5 separate regions of the Zea mays genome follow, and regions 2, 3, 4 and 5 are each linked to region 1. The links are chromatin contacts, called in public Hi-C maps. All regions are on one chromosome and are shown on one strand. The core of a region is the stretch at or near the end of the contact, and the rest is flanking DNA. Distances in the headings are between cores, read along the strand shown.

Evidence for each region. A called contact is a pair of places that touch in the nucleus more often than the background predicts.
Region 2: a contact with region 1 is called in a Hi-C map of bundle sheath, with 2.1 times the contacts expected there. The contact joins the promoter of LOC100281793 here to the promoter of LOC103627755 in region 1. A contact is called at or near these places in 4 of 25 Hi-C or Micro-C datasets (bundle sheath, ear and root tip).
Region 3: a contact with region 1 is called in a Hi-C map of ear, with 2.2 times the contacts expected there. The contact joins the promoter of LOC100384404 here to the promoter of LOC103627755 in region 1. A contact is called at or near these places in 5 of 25 Hi-C or Micro-C datasets (bundle sheath, ear, root tip and 1 more).
Region 4: a Hi-C map of ear shows a contact between it and region 1, with 4 times the contacts expected there. The contact joins the promoter of LOC100274100 here to the promoter of LOC103627755 in region 1. A contact is called at or near these places in 4 of 25 Hi-C or Micro-C datasets (ear, endosperm, leaf and 1 more).
Region 5: a contact with region 1 is called in a Hi-C map of bundle sheath, with 1.4 times the contacts expected there. The contact joins the enhancer-like site here to the promoter of LOC103627755 in region 1. A contact is called at or near these places in 4 of 25 Hi-C or Micro-C datasets (bundle sheath, endosperm and leaf).

What each region holds. Positions count from the first base shown.
Region 1 is chr5:216,549,265-216,552,345 of Zm-B73-REFERENCE-NAM-5.0, forward strand. It overlaps LOC103627755 (TPR repeat-containing thioredoxin TTL4), which reads right to left and starts at 1,333. Exons shown (of 6, transcript XM_035959318.1): 1 at 105-1,333. The coding sequence starts at 1,086.
Region 2 is chr5:216,702,454-216,705,458 of Zm-B73-REFERENCE-NAM-5.0, forward strand. LOC100281793 reads left to right here and starts at 1,418. Exons shown (of 13, transcript NM_001366179.1): 1 at 1,418-1,793; 2 at 1,879-2,031; 3 at 2,496-2,620. The coding sequence starts at 1,522.
Region 3 is chr5:216,685,339-216,688,364 of Zm-B73-REFERENCE-NAM-5.0, forward strand. LOC100384404 reads right to left here and starts at 1,744. Exons shown (of 3, transcript NM_001176946.1): 1 at 1,625-1,744; 2 at 1,379-1,508; 3 at 202-1,163. The coding sequence starts at 1,682. The coding sequence ends at 458.
Region 4 is chr5:216,390,397-216,393,399 of Zm-B73-REFERENCE-NAM-5.0, forward strand. It overlaps LOC100274100, which reads left to right and starts at 1,456. Exons shown (of 10, transcript NM_001148479.1): 1 at 1,456-1,623; 2 at 1,700-1,778; 3 at 1,879-1,950; 4 at 2,031-2,118; 5 at 2,187-2,291; 6 at 2,411-3,003. The coding sequence starts at 1,540.
Region 5 is chr5:216,408,825-216,411,794 of Zm-B73-REFERENCE-NAM-5.0, forward strand. No RefSeq gene overlaps it. Among protein-coding and RNA genes, the nearest start is that of LOC100191418, 8.8 kb to the left of the region's middle. Within about 2 kb of position 1,392, at least 20 of the 20 cell types and tissues checked have an H3K27ac peak or open chromatin away from gene starts, as enhancers often do. A contact at or near this core is called in bundle sheath, endosperm and leaf, where this site is marked.

The DNA.
Region 1 (3,081 bases), core at 83-2,582:
AGCAGAATTGGACGAGCAGTGACACGACGGAGGGGCAAGGCAATGGATGGCAGAAATCTGTAGACTGTGCCTCTCTCTGATCTGAAAATCGGCGAGATGTACGCGGTACCTGAGGTACAAGCCGGCAAGCCGGTGGTGCGCGCGATCGTACGAAGGATCGATCCGGACGGCCTCCTTGCAGTCGGCGACGGCCTCGATGAGGCGTCCGAGCGCGGCGAGCGCGGCCGCCTTGTTGCTCCAGTACGCCGGGCGGCTGGCGTCCATGATGATGGCCTGGTCGTAGAGCGCCACCGCCTCCGCGTAGTGCCCCTGGCGGTACTCCTCGTTGCCCATCTCCTTGAGCTTCTCGGGGTCCGTGCGGTGCGACAGCGCCCGGCACAGCTGGCCCCCCGCTGCAGGTGCCGGCCGGGGCTCCCTGACGATGTTCCCCATGCCGGAGGACGCGTACCCGTGGGGCGCCTTCCGCTCGTTCGCCGCCCTGCCGCCCGCGTTCAGGTTGCCGAGGTTGCGGTGCAGCATCATGTTGCCCGAGGTGGCGCGCACCAGCTGCGCGGTGCCCTTGACCCTCTGGTGGTCGAGGATCATCCTGTCCAGCTCCGCGGCCATGCCGCTGTACTCCGCCGCCGGCTCCGCGGCGGGCGCTGCCTTGGCGGCCGGCCTGCTCCTGCCGTTCTGCGCCGCCGCCGGCACGGGCATGGCGCTGGGGCGGCGCGCGAGGGAGGAGTCGCGGTGCGCGGCGGGCTTCTGGTTCGGCGGCGCCGCGGCCTCGGCCTCGGCCTCGGCCCCGTTGATCCTGTGGAGGGAGGTCATGGACGCGGAGCGGCGGCGGCGGAACATGCCGTTGTAGATGCCGAACAGGGCGCAGCCGGTCGGCGGGTCGCGCGGCTCCGTCATGGCGACCATGACCGTGGCGACGTTCGCGGCCGCGCGGCCCCGGCCCGCGGAGTGCTGCGTGGGGGCGGGGGGAAGGCAGGGGACGATGTGGGGGGCAGTGCCAAAGATGGAGAGGCAGCCAGGTGGTGTGCTGGGCGTTTGGTCCTGGTTGACAACCAACGAGGCAACGCAACGACGACGGGCTCCGGACATGGGGTGGGAATGTGGGGAGCACGGGGATTTTTAAAGTTCTCAGTTTCTTCTCCTATTATTTTCAGTTTTTTTTTTTGGCTATGCATGACTGCATCCATCTTTTTTGTTCGGGAGATGTGTATATAGTCATTGACAGAAGGACGATCACGCGTTCGTTAACGCACTCACGGTGTGAATGGCTTGGTTAGGTCAAACGTCCAGATTTTGGTAGTTATGGTGGCATCTGGTTTATTAGTTTGGACTGTGTTTACAACGTTGTACGTGTTTTGTGTTTAAATGGAGACGCCCACTCAACATGGGAGTTGGTTTGTAGCAAAAACAAAGCACTAGCTAGACAAAGCTGCGCAAAAGCAAACTAAGCACATACAGAGAATAATAATAAGAGGGCTAGAGTACGTACGTGTGAGCAATGAGCATGCACCATTTGACCAAGGATGAGGCGTGTTCATGAGCCACACCTGCTCTAGGCGGCTATGGAGGCCCCAAAGGAATAAACGGATGTTCAGAAGATTTTGTGTTTTTTTTTTTCTGTCTATCTCTCGTTTAAGTTTCCTTGTTGCGAGTCTATGGGCTATGGCGAATCAATTAGGGTCACTCCCTTTTCTTTATTTCTTTTTAAAAAAAAATAAAGTGTAGCCGGGCAACCACATTCTTCCCTATTAATCAGGCCGGCTCATCAGTCATTCCCACGATCAAATCGTAAAGTAATATTTTGAAAAACAGCTGGTGACTGACACTGTAGCGGGCTACTGTATTCCCGTGTACTCGTTACTACCCATTAGGCCGGCCCCTCATTAGGATTTGCTCGCTATCACCCCAGCTCATCAGCGTAATGTGATGTTTTCCTGCTGGATGCATGGCTGCCGCCTGCCTGGAACCCCCAGCTTTGCTTGCACGTATGATTCCATTGACGCGCGCGTGCTGCTGAAATCCCCGGCGGCTGGAAGCGGAAGGTTTACTGGCCCCGACTCGCTGTAGGGCATGCAGTTCTGGTGGAGTACCCCTCCATTATTCTCCACTGTTCATGTACCAACCAACCCGACCGGCAACTCCCGAAAACGTGTTGGTGGTGCTGAACGTGCAAAACACGTGCGTCATCCTCCGCCTCAGGCCCGACCCCGAGTTGGCACAGCGTCGTCTGCCGGCCGGTCTCCCCGTCATTTTTATTGGTCGCGACTCGGCGACAAACACGGTGCCACGCAGCTGTGCGCTCTCGTCTCTCGTCAACCCCTTTGCCTGCTTTAGTTTTCCGATTCAGGCCCGCAACAACGCACGTCTAAATTCTGCTAATTATAGAGTGATGGATGACACGCATGTAATCAATCCAAAAAAAAAGTATGGTTACAATTGTGATATTGGGGTGGACTGGTAATGGCAGCATAACTAGGTCAACTCGACGTCATTACAATTGTGATTGCATAGTATGGTTAACAAGGTTTGAGTAGCAATGGATGTTTTGTACAGTGACGAGACTGGCCAGTGGCTTCCCGACCGCTCCCATATCCCCTACCCTATCTCATCCACTATTTTAAACTTCACTTTGTAAACAGTATTATCTATAGTGCAAATCCTTCATTTTCCACGATCCACTTAAGACATCCTAAGGTAGAAGCTGTGCAACAGACATGAGCAGGGTTATATTGGTTTAGGGTGAAAAAAGCAACTATGAATTTATAAAAGGAAATAAAAATACTAAAAAGTTAAATTCATAAGAGGGTCAAGGAAATGAATAGGAGTAATTTGTAGGACACTTGACATTAGTATTCACGCCGGGGCCTGCGGCCGACAAACTGGACTGCGGTGGTGCATGTTGCATTGCTGCTACGGTGGGCTGGATGGAACTGGATGGCTCAACCCCAGACAGGCCGTCCCATAATTTTTTCGGGCTATGTATATAAGCGAGCCGATAGGATTGTGTGCTGGGCTGTGTATATAAGCGACCCGATAGGAGGTAGAAAAAATAAGTTAGTTCAATGGATGGTACAAAGCTAAATT
Region 2 (3,005 bases), core at 168-2,667, 150 kb after region 1:
GATGGCTGTTCTAAAGGAGATGCAATGCAACGTGCCAGCTTCTTGGACGCGTGATGCAGTAGATGCTCATAGAGTCATAGGCGTTTGTTACTCTGTGCCTAATACGATCGAGGAGTTAATCGGATACATGATTCAGTCATAAGATCAATTAATATATGTATGCTATGGTAATAAGGGGTTATTCCTCGCTCGTCCAACGGATCAACATGCAACCTACATAGATCAAAGACTAAGCTAAGCTATCAACGATTCTTCCAGCCATCTATGTACTTTTACATGATAATCAGAGCCATAACGAGTTCATCACCATCTGCCTCCGTGAATCCTGTCCGTAGTCTATCAATCATCAAGAAGCTAACAAAGCCCAACTATACGCTTTGGCATGCGCAGGTTAGGACCCGCGCTATTCACAGAACAAAGCTGCTCAGCTTTCTTTACATGTGTCACCAAGGCGCCACTAACCAAAATCACCCAGAAAGGGCGCTGATAGAAAAGGGTTCAATGTAGATAATCTGGACTTTCTGTAGTATGAAGATTGCAAAGGCAGAGATCAACGAGTGGCGAGCCATATCTCCGTTCGTCGCTATCAAAAGACATGTTGATTCAAGTTTACTCCTTCAAAACCGCAGCCGAAGCCTGGACAAAGATCCAAGGCGCATTTGCCTCGAAAACAAGAGGAAGAAACTTCAATGTACGGTTGGCTCTAACAAATACTAAAAAATAGAATCTATTTGTTCGGCCTCTAAAAAAACTGAAAATTCGGTAGAGTACATTTTCACATGCCACGGTGACAATTATCTCCGACTAGTTTCTGTTATTTGCGCTGTGAAGGAGCTGGTCACAGTCAGCGAGCTGTTCGATCAGCTTCTGAATTTTAAGATCCATGTCGGCCTCTTCTGCGACTGCACCTCTATTTGCGTTGCGTCCTTTGGTGTAGCCACATCCACGATTGATTTTATCCAAACCTGCTGGTGGGGGGAATTCGATCGGCTTGTTGTGTATGACCTTGCGGCACATGCGCTACCTTCACAACGTAGTTTGAAGAACATTGCGAAAAGGTATCTTTTTTCACATCAACTTTCCTTCACATCTGCAGGACCACAAGAAGAGATATTTCAGCCAAGCGTGTGTGGTAATGTACATGAGTACTAGTTTGTTTTGCCAACGTCGGTCGGGGTGTAGCGAAATCGCCCCCATCACTCGTTCCTATATTGCTGGGCCAGGAAATCCAACTCGGCCCAAGAAAAGTCCACCGGAACAAACCGCTCGTTTGACCGTCTCCCTCGACTTGTGAAACAAGTCAAAATACTGCCTCCGTCGCCCAGAAAAACATTCCTCCAAGTCACTGACACTGGGCCCCCACAGAAAAGAAGCACCTCCCGCAAGAAACGCGCAAAAATCCAGAGAACCAAAAGTTGAAGCGGAACTGCAGTTCTGTCTGAGTCCTGATCCTGACTCCCGAGGCTCTCCTCCAAAACCCCCTCCTTAAACCCTAGCTTCCGTACGCCTCCGCGCTCCCCCATGGCCTCCTCGTCGCAATCGGGCGGCGCCGGAGGCGGCGGGACGGTTGCTTCCAATCCCCGCGTCTGGATTGTCGCGAGCATCGCCGTCGCGGGCGTCCTCGTCCTCGCGGAGGTCGCGCGCCGCCGCCGCCGGTGGCTGCGGGGCATGTCCGGCACGGCACCCGACGCTGGATCCTTCTGCGACCGCTTTGAGCTTCACCCTCCGGCGCAGCCGCCTCCTCCCGCGGCTCGCCACATTCTCTCGGGTCTGACCTTCGCCGCTAGTGACAAGTGAGTCCTGGAAGCTTCCTGCTCTTGTCTGTCTGTCTGTCCTGTGCGATATTGAGTTGCCATCCATGTATTTGTCGCGTTTCAGCTTCGAGATCGAGGGCTACGTAGCCGGGTTTGGGAACCCAGACTGGAAGAAAACTCATGAGACGGCGAGGCACACTGCTGTGGCTGTCACAATGCTGCGGAAACAGGGGGCCACCTGCGTTGGAAGGACAATCATGGATGAACTAGGCTTTGGGTTTGTTTCTTTTGTTGTTTCAAATTGATTCTTTTGAAAATTGACATGGTACTTATGTGAATTATTGGCATCATCAATAGTCACTTGATTTTATACAGCTCCAGGATGTTAGCTTAATGATGCATATAAGTAGGCATAATAGGAAAGGTCAAAATGGTCACTGTAAACACGAAATATATCTCTGCAATCCAGTTTTTTCATGCAATCATATGATCTACATTGCTTGGACATGGAAAATATTACAACAATACGATTTTCACATTGAAATGGCGTGTCCAAAAAGTGCCTTCTGGAGTAATTGTGTTTTCCTTCTAAGTTCTACATATTCTAATATGACCAGACCTTAAATCTTAACAAAACGTGGTTATTTGCGCAAGCATCAATAATAAAATAATATTTTTGTTGGCAAAACCCCCCCTTTACTATTTACATGCTTATCATAAATTCATTTACCATGTTTTCAGTGTCACTGGAGAAAATTTGCACCATGGAACACCAGCCAACCCTGTTTCTTCTTCACTCGTCCCTGGTGGATCATGCAGTGGCTCTGCTGTGGCAGTTGCTGCACAACTTATTGACTTTGCAATTGGTATTTCAGAAAGATTTCTACCATCTACTGATTATAAACCCCCGCTTGTCCATGTAAATGGAACATTTTTTATTATGTTTCTGCTGCATCATGAAGATGATGCTGTCTGCGTGTAATAGTGTCTTGTTTTACTTTACCTTTCCTAATATTACTATACAGGTGTTTCTTCTACACAGTTAGGTTTAGTATTTCACTTTTGCAATTTTATTTCTGAATGTTCATACAATATGTTTCTTTTTGGGAATGAAGTGAAATGAAATGTTTAGTCTCGCGCTAGGATTTGTAGATGACTAACAGTTATCTGTTTGTGGGACATTATATAGCCATTTAAAGGCAGTGGCTAAAATTACAATATTAATTAATTTTTAACGTTGCTAGTTTTGTC
Region 3 (3,026 bases), core at 494-2,993, 140 kb after region 1:
TTTGTCCTAACTTCTAAAATATGTGCGTGCACAACTCTTCAACTAATGTGTGTTTATTTAGACGATCACCATACACATGCATTTATATACCATTTGATGCTAACAATCATATGACATAACACCACATTGACATTATATATTGTTTAGGATTTATTGAAAACTTTAGTGGGGTTCCAGGGGACAACTAGGGTCTTGCAAAAAAAAAGTATGGAGGATCCAAACCTTCAAAATTTATAGTGTCGTATATTTACAAGTGTTTGGTATATAGTGTATGCATAGGAGCCACACATTTTCACTCAAAAAAGGAAAAAAAACAGCATGCGGAAACTACACCTCTGAACTGAGACCCACACCAGAATATGGCACAAAAAACAGATGTAAGAAGGGAAGAAAACTAGAACTGAAAAAAAAAACCAAACTATAGAGTAACACAAACACACTCACTCCAGGCCAGAATTCATACAAACTCGCACATGAACTGTTCATCAAACAACTCGGGCCAACTTGGGAACTGAATGCTGCTACCGTCACAGCTTGAGGCACCGCAAGCATCACCCAGGTTGGAAATGGGGAAGTCGGCGAGCGGCGGAAGGGAATTTTCTGACAGCAGCATTTTAGGGGTTCCATTCTCCCCCTCGACGCTACTCTTTGGAGTGAAGTCTGACTGCTGGTTGGCCTCGTTGCTGGTGGGCTGTTCAAAGAAAGAGCTAGGGATCTGGATGTCAGACAGTTGACCAGCTACCATGTCTTGGCCACTGATACTCTCCAGGAAACTTGGAGAAGGCAACGTAGACAAGGAAGACATCTGTGGAGGACTCAGGAGGCCAAGGTCACTGGGGATGGTGTTCATGCTGCTGGAGCTGGGAGTGGTGGTGATGGATGCTGCAGACTGGAGCAGGTTCTGGAGGCACTGGAGCTTCGCAGCCTGGACCGCCTCAACCTGTATCCTGGCAGCGTGGTCATCCCACGGCCGCTGCTCCACAAGCTGGCGGAGGTTCGCAAGAGCAATGAGTTGAGGCAGAGCAGCAAAGAAGTCGGTTCTCGGCCGGTGCGTCATCGGGTCGAAGCCCATCTGGATGAGCTTCTTCTTCAGGTGCGTGTTCCAGAAATTCTTGATCTCGTTATCAGTCCGCCCAGGGAGGTGCTTTGCGATAGCTGACCATCTGGTTTGACCATGACAACAGTTGACACTGGATTAGCATAGCATGCACTACGTACAAGTCAAAAATACGAGTTATTGAAGTTAGAGTGAAACAAACTAGCTAGTTAGTTGATGGCTTGATGCCAGGCATGCATGCATGAGATTTTACTAAGAAGCTAGCTAGTGGATGGTGGGTGGCAGGCAGGCATCTGTAAGAGGGGTGTAGTGCAGCAGTACTTGTTGCCAAGGACGGAGTGAAGCTGGAGGATGGTCTGTTCTTCCTCCTGGGTGAACTTCCCTCTCTTGATGTCTGGCCTCAAGTAGTTGGTCCATCTCAGCCTGCAGCTCTTGCCACACCTGTTGAGCCCTGCAATAACAACTAGATCGATGAGCTACATTTTCGCATGGAAGCGATCGACCTCTTTTACATCGTCACACCGAGACCGAGAGAAATGGAGAGGTTTGTTCCCGGCAGTCACGTACCGGCAAGCCTAGGCAGCGCCCTCCAGCTCCCATGGCCGTTCTTCTGGATGTACTCCATGAGCTTCTGGTCTTCTTCAGGGGTCCAGGGGCCCTTCTTGAGGCCATTCTCATCGCAGCAAGGTGACCTTCCCATTGATGGATGAGATGGGGGGCAGGGGTAGGGGTGGTGCAGGTGGGAAGGAGGGAGACAACCTGCCTGCAGCCTCCCTTGGCCCTTGGAGCTTCCTGTCCCTTGGGTGGCTGGTCACCAGAACACAGCTTCCGCTATATAAAGACTTGGAAATCCCTGTTTCCTGAACCCAGGTTATACATAGTTTATACGAGTGTAAATGACTAATATGCCCCTTGATCATTTCAGTGTGCCGGCGTTCACGTCCGTCATAAAAGGGGGCAGGGGTCTTAGTAGTGTCCACTGCCCCCCACGCTAAAGTATATAGGGGTCCCCTGGTCCTTTATTGTTGACTTGTCTAGTTGTCTTGGATGTGCTTTGCTAGGCTGCTAGGCACAGTGCTACTTGGCCAAGCAACTCAGAGCCACTGCACGTTGAGATATGGTCACCTCTATTTTCTTTTAGCATTATATTAGTAGTATATATGTTGTTTTCATCATTTGTGTGTGATGTGTTTACTCATAGTATTGCTATTAAATAGTTCAGCTCAGCATGTCTTAATTAGAGATATATCTGAGTCTGCTGACAGACGTTTTGCTGGTGGGGCTGTAGGCTGTTGCTCCATCTCCAAAGTCCAAACAAAATGAGCGAGCACACAGGTTCTGGAAGCGCTCTATTACTATATATTCCATATAAAAATGTGTCTATTCAAACAACTCTTTGCGCATATAAATGAGAGTCTTAGACTGTCCAAGTATTAGATGGTTCTCGTTTTGAAAACTAGCCATTGCATGTTGTTGTTTTTTGGATCAGCTTGGTACTTGGTAGCACACCTAAAGTACAGTATCATCTGCCAAGCATGCCAACATGTATATTCCTGGATGACACCATACAAGTAGTCTCATGTAATATAGTATAAGCCACCTATGCATGCATGCATACAATGTATCTCGCCCAGCAGATAATAACCCAAGAAAAACATTTTGGAAGTACATACCAAGATGAATTGAAAGAGTCTGTCACAGCTGGAATTGCGTGTGCAGAAATTTGACCTCAGTGTCTTGTTCCTGAACCCCCAAAAGTAAATGCCTCGATTAGGTGGAATACTATTCTCTGATCGCGGCATTTCGTGGTTAGCTAGCAGTTCAATTATCATTAGTAGGGACTGGACCGGATATCGGAGCATCTGAACATCGTTCTAGAAGATTGGAACCATGTTCAGATGAAAGAATTGATGGGTGCAGTGCAGAGTGCAGACGATACGAGTGTGAGCACACAATTAAGTTTGCATGG
Region 4 (3,003 bases), core at 206-2,705, 160 kb before region 1:
CACGGCTGGACATATATAATACTAGGACTGGGCGTTCGGGTTTACCCGAAATTTCGGGTCGGGTTTTTTGGGTTTTTTATATTTCGGGTTTCCAACAGTCGAACCCGTACTCGTACCCGAACTTTCGGGTACCCGCAATTTCGGGTACCCGCAATTTCGGGTTTGGGTTTGGGTAAAATTCGGGTACCCGCAATATTTTGTTTAGTTGTCATTTTTTGGATAGCTATTGAGACCACTGCATTGCAAAGAAGTACTGCTCTGTCTGTATCTAGAAGAGAAGTAAAAGCTAGTCAGTGACAAACCTGATGACGATCCATACCAAATTAGCGAGGCTTTTGAATAATCTGAAGTCAGTGCATGTGTCCATGCGAACAAATAAGCCTAACCTTTGCTCTTTTCATTTACCTGGGAGTTGGGAGACTGCGTGTGCTGGCCGCCTGGGACTAGGACCATGCGCGGTGCCGCTGCCTGCGCGTGCGCTAGCCGCCTGCGAGGAGGACTGGTCGGCCGCCTGGGAGGCTACGCCGCTGTGTGAGGACGCCGCTCGCCGCTGCGCGTGTGCGCGACTGCGCGCTGCGCGGTGTCGCGGGCCCGCGGTGCGCGTGACTGGGAAGACTGGCGGACCGGCGGTGCAGCTGCCTGGGAATGGGGGCCTGGGAGGGAGGATTAGCCCGCCGTCTGGGACTCGAGAACGCCGCCAGCCGCCTGGGAAGCGTGTGGGAGACTGGGAGTCTGTCTAATTTCGGGTAGAATGGGTAGTTCGGGTACCGCGGATGAATACCCGATTAGGCCCAAACTTACTTCGGGTATTTAGTTTTGTTACCCGTTGGAGCTGTTCGGGTAACGGGTCTCGGGCTAAACGGGTACGGGTTCGGGTAATTTGGGTAACGGGCTTCGGGCTCGGGTTTTATGCCCAGTCCTATATAATACCAACTAACAACATCTGTCCTCTGTTAGATTTTTAGTATCTTAACCTCGTAATCTTAGCCACTAGAACAAATGGAACATAGATGTATGATGTACATGTTCAATATTGGGAGAAATCAGGTCTTATTAGGTTTGGGTGGGTGGAGAGGTAAGATGAATGTTAGTTCACGTGCTTGTCTTTATTTTACATGGTGTAAACAGAGAGATCGTAACAACACGACCAAGTCTGAATAAGATCATACCAACATCTTCTTCCATCACTCGATGCAATTTATGCTAGAACAGACACGACGAATCATGCTTATCACTACTGACGTTGCTGCTAATATCACTGAACGCAGGCCGACAGTGGCAGAGCAAGGTACCCTAGCAGCAACGTGAGCAAAGCAAGCACCCCTGAATTGGAGGCAAGCAAAGGCATTTCCATTTGAAGGCGGAACAACACAAATCCCTCGGCGCCACTCGTTTTGACAACCCCCCGCATTTACCCCCACCACTCCACGTTTCGCTCTGGCTTTGCCGGGGGAAAAGAAAACAACCGCCCCGCCCCCGCCCCTACGAGCACGACGGCCTCCGGATGAGGGTCCTGCCGCGTCTTTTACCGTCAGCTGGATGTCAAATCACAACGCGCCCTGTGACATCCCCAAGCCGGCCTCCGTCGACGAGTTCCTCGCCAAGAATGGCAAGAAGAAGAAGGTATGTAGTTTCCCTAGCTCTAGCTGCATGCGTGTGGCTGATGAGCTGAGCTGAGGTTCGTTTGCTCTCCGGCCAGTCCTTCATGTCGGGCCTCTTCCGCAAGAAAGGGAGGGGCGCGGACAAGAAGCTGCTCTCGCGGCGGGACATCGTCTTCGGTGAGTGAGTGCGTGCGTGCGTGCGTGCCGGCGGATCCTCGCGGGCAGGTCGTTCCAGCTCGTCGGCCGGCGGTTGCATTGCTGACGTTCTCCTCTGCAGATTTGGAAGGCAGAAGCGGCGACAGGATGGACCTCTTGGAGACGTCCGCCGCTGTCCGCAAGAGCTTCTCAGGTAGCGCCACGTTGGCTGTTGGATCGATCTGAGAACGTGCGCGCATGATGTGATATGACTCGTTGGGCTCTGTGTTTCAGATCGGCACTGCACGACGCGGATCGAGAACCTGACGCTGAGCTGCCTGGATTCTCCCAGGAGACCCAATGTCGATACCCGGGAGTACCGGTAACAGCAACTTCAGGAAGCAGCAGATCGTTTCCGAGTCGATCGGACGGTGTGTGACGATCTTGCAGGGTGTTTGTAGGCACATGGAACGTGGGAGGGAAGCCTCCTGACAGCAGCGTTAACCTCCAAGAGTTTCTGCAGATCGAAGGCTTGCCCGATATATATGTCTTGGGGTACAGATTATTATTCCCAGTTCCGCCAACTTTTTATGCATCAGTGCATCGTTACGTTTCCCGTAGAACCATGATCAGCAGCATATACTAATGCATTTGCTTGGGCGTCGTTCGCAAAGGTTTCAGGAGATCGTGCCTCTGAACGCGGGCAACGTGCTGGTCGTGGAGGACAACGAGCCGGCGGGCAAGTGGATGGACCTCATCTACCAGGCCCTGAACAGGCCGCCGCCCCACCAGGACGGCCAGTCCTCCGGCGACGAGCTCTCGCCGCCGCCGTCCACCTCCTCCTCCCACTACCGGAGCCGGCCGCAAGGTGCCGCCCGCGACCCCAGCAACGCCGCCGCCATCCCCAAGACCTCCAGCGGCGGCATGCTCTGCGCGCAGAAGCCGCCGCCGCCGCTCAAGATGGTCAGCAAGTGCTACCGCGTCGACAACGCGCTGGTGAAGACGTGCACCTGCATGTCCGACCCGTCCACCATGCAGCTCCGGGCACGTGAGATGCGCGAGTTCCTCTGCCGCGTCGAGGCCGCCGCCGCCTCGCCGGGCCGCGGCGCCGGCGCCGACGACGACGCGCTGGCCTCCATCGAAGGCGGCGACCAGAGGGGCGGCGGCGGCATGAACTACTGCCTCGTCGCGAGGAAGCAGATGGTCGGGATCTTCCTGTCGGTGTGGGTGCGCCGGGAGCTGGTGCAGTACGTCGGCCACCTCCGGG
Region 5 (2,970 bases), core at 142-2,641, 140 kb before region 1:
GGAAGGAGAAGTTGACTTCTTGCAAACATAGCGTCATTCATCGAGGCGTGATAACCTTTTTTCTCTCTCTCTTTCTGAGATGCTTTGGCGTATAAGTTGCATAGGCAGCTTCGGAATTCGGATGAACCTCCAAAGCCTCCAGAGTGCAGCGCTCGCCCTTTTATTTCATTTGCCACGCTCAGATGCATGCAGCAGTATCATCTGATCTGATATGCACCCATCCAATTCCTTGAGGAAAAACATGTCCTTTCTTTCTTGAGATCCTCAGCCTGGGGAATCGCTAGCAACAGCAAGCTCGAGTCTGAAATCACTAGACACAAGGCAGCTCTAATTTGTACTACTAAACGTCAGTGTGCAGTTACTGTTGTTAAACCGACAGAAACCGCGTGCGCCCTAGGTGGTTTCCAGCTGCGCGAAAGACGAAAAATTACTAAGGCCTTGTTCGTTTGTGTCGGATTGCATCCGGAATCGTTCCACCTAATCAAAGTTTATATAAATTAGGGAAGCAATCCGGTTTGGAATCGTTCCGACCCACCAATCCGGTAGAAACGAACAAGGCCTAAATTAGCTTGTCGGACAGTGTGCAGTGGGCAGTTTGCGGTGTCGCTAATCCGACGCAAAGCTGACATGTATCGGACGCAAACCCACGATGCAAGCTGTAATGTAATGTAACCTAGCGCCCGATATATTGGAGAAGCCGATGCATGATTGATCTGTAAAGCTTCGCCGTCTCGCAGCCACAACTCGATGCAGCAGCTTGCTTAACGCCGTCGCAAACCGCGAGGCCAAGCGGGCGCCACCGGTGAGCACACCTAAATGGCGAGCAAGCAGCTGCTGCGGTTCTTTGGACGTGGACACGTGGTGCTGTAGTAAATAAACAATGTGATCCTGAGAAGTGCACGACGCGTTCTGGTCTCGGGTCTCCTCCTCCTGAACCTGCTGAAGGCCGCAGCGAGAGACACGAGCGCGCACAGTGGGTGGGTGGGCGGGCGAGCAGGCGCACATGTGCGCACGCCGCGGATGTATCTCCTCAGGATTCGATTGGTTGGTGCCCGGCGGTCCGGCACTGTTCTCATCTCCCAGTGAAGTGAAGCCTCCTAGAGCGGCACGAGCACGAGCACGACGCCGGGGAGGGGTTCTGGTCCCTGGAACGAGATTCGAACGGCAGGCAGACAGGAGTGCATGGCCACACCACACACGCGCGGTTGTGGTGTGGTTTGGTGTGGTGTGCGACGGATGAGGTCGGTGGCCATAGTGGCGCGCTCTTTATGCTCTGGAGGACGGACGGACGGACGGCCATGGCGCAGAAGCCGCGTTCCAGGACTTCCCGCCCGGTCACGGGAGGCACCCAGTCAAAGATGAGGTAGGTGCGCTGCGCTCGGATGGCTGGCGAGTAGCGACACAGTAGTCAGCACAGCTGCCGCATGCCCTGCCGGTGCCGGATGTGTCAGGCTCAGGCGAGTGCCTGATCGGAATCTCACGCGTGGAATCGCTCGCTCCATTTCGGAGACGGCCTCAGCTCGGCGACAACGATGAGACAGACAGGAGTGTACTACCAGATTAGCGTCCGGGAGGAAGTGCGTGGTTTTGCTAGCTGCTCACATCAGGTTGAACAGAAGAAAAGCTGCTTTATTTGATTGCGTCGGCGATCACGGGCAGCAGCGTCCACATCATTCGGCATCGAGCGCGTGAGTGGTCTGTGCCTGTGCGGATCGCTCCCTTGGAGTACACGGGACGGGAGTTGCTGCTGCCTGCGCTTTTCGACTCGCAATGGCTAAACTACCACTCCTCTTCACCCGATTACATGGTCAAAGAGAGCACAAGATTAACACGCACGCGCAACGTCGTGTCTGTGTAATAAAAAAGCGAGCGAACGATGGCCGACAGAACTTGTGCGTGCGTGTGTGAAAAGCTAGAACCCTGTTGAGATATGCTTGGCATGTCTGCCGATACGAGGTCGTCGGGCGCTGCGGCGCGTGCAGGAGAAAGGAAGGAGGACTGGAATCCACACACACCTGCCGCCCACCCATCCAGCTGCTTGATGCACTCTTGTTCTTGTAGCAGAGGCTGCCGCCAGTGTTTCGCTGGCCTCTCAAAGGATTTGAATACCAGCTGATGCCACCATCATATGCCAGGCTGGGAGCTCCGGCGACCACCCATTTCTAAACTGCACAGCTCATCCGGAATTAACAACCATATCTAACGACTGGGGGGGCGTCGTCTGATCGAGGTTAACCTGGCTGTGGGACCCATGAGACGATGATGGAGTGCCTATCCTATTCGAGAGTCTTAGATCAGCACCGCGCCTAGATTATAAACCAAGGGACGATGGATATCTTTGGATAGTGAGCTTGATAGCGGCTACCGTTAGCTTCTGTTGTCTGTTCATGCTACTTGTATAATGAGAAATTTGTCTACGACAACATCAGCAAACGATGGTTTTTATATATGCATCGTATTCCACTGGTTCATTTATAGTCATTGCAAATTCTTAGCGCTAGTTTGGTCTCCATGTAGATTGGATGTAGATTGGAGGGGATAGCAAACTAATTTCCTACTCAATCATCTCCAATGGCCATGAAGAATAATGGATACTACAAACTAGCCCTTAGTTCTGTGAGCAAACACTCCGCCTCAATTAGTTTTTTTTTCTTCTAATATTAAAGAAGAGACCACCTCAAATAAAAAAATAAAATAATTCTAATTAAAATAATTAGACTCAAGCCAACAATCATCCTAGTCACTAGACCTGTCATCCGCGGTAACACCCGACGTACTACTAGCGTGGCTATAGTACCCTAATGGAGTAAGGATGTGCCAAGCTACGCGACAACACCCGATCTCTACTCGCTTTGCCCGATTCAATGACCCGTGCAATGCAACGGGTCCTTCTCTCGCCTTAGCCTATAAAAGAAAGGGAATGGCCATGGTTAAGGATGGAAGAAATAATACACACTCACGACCAGCACA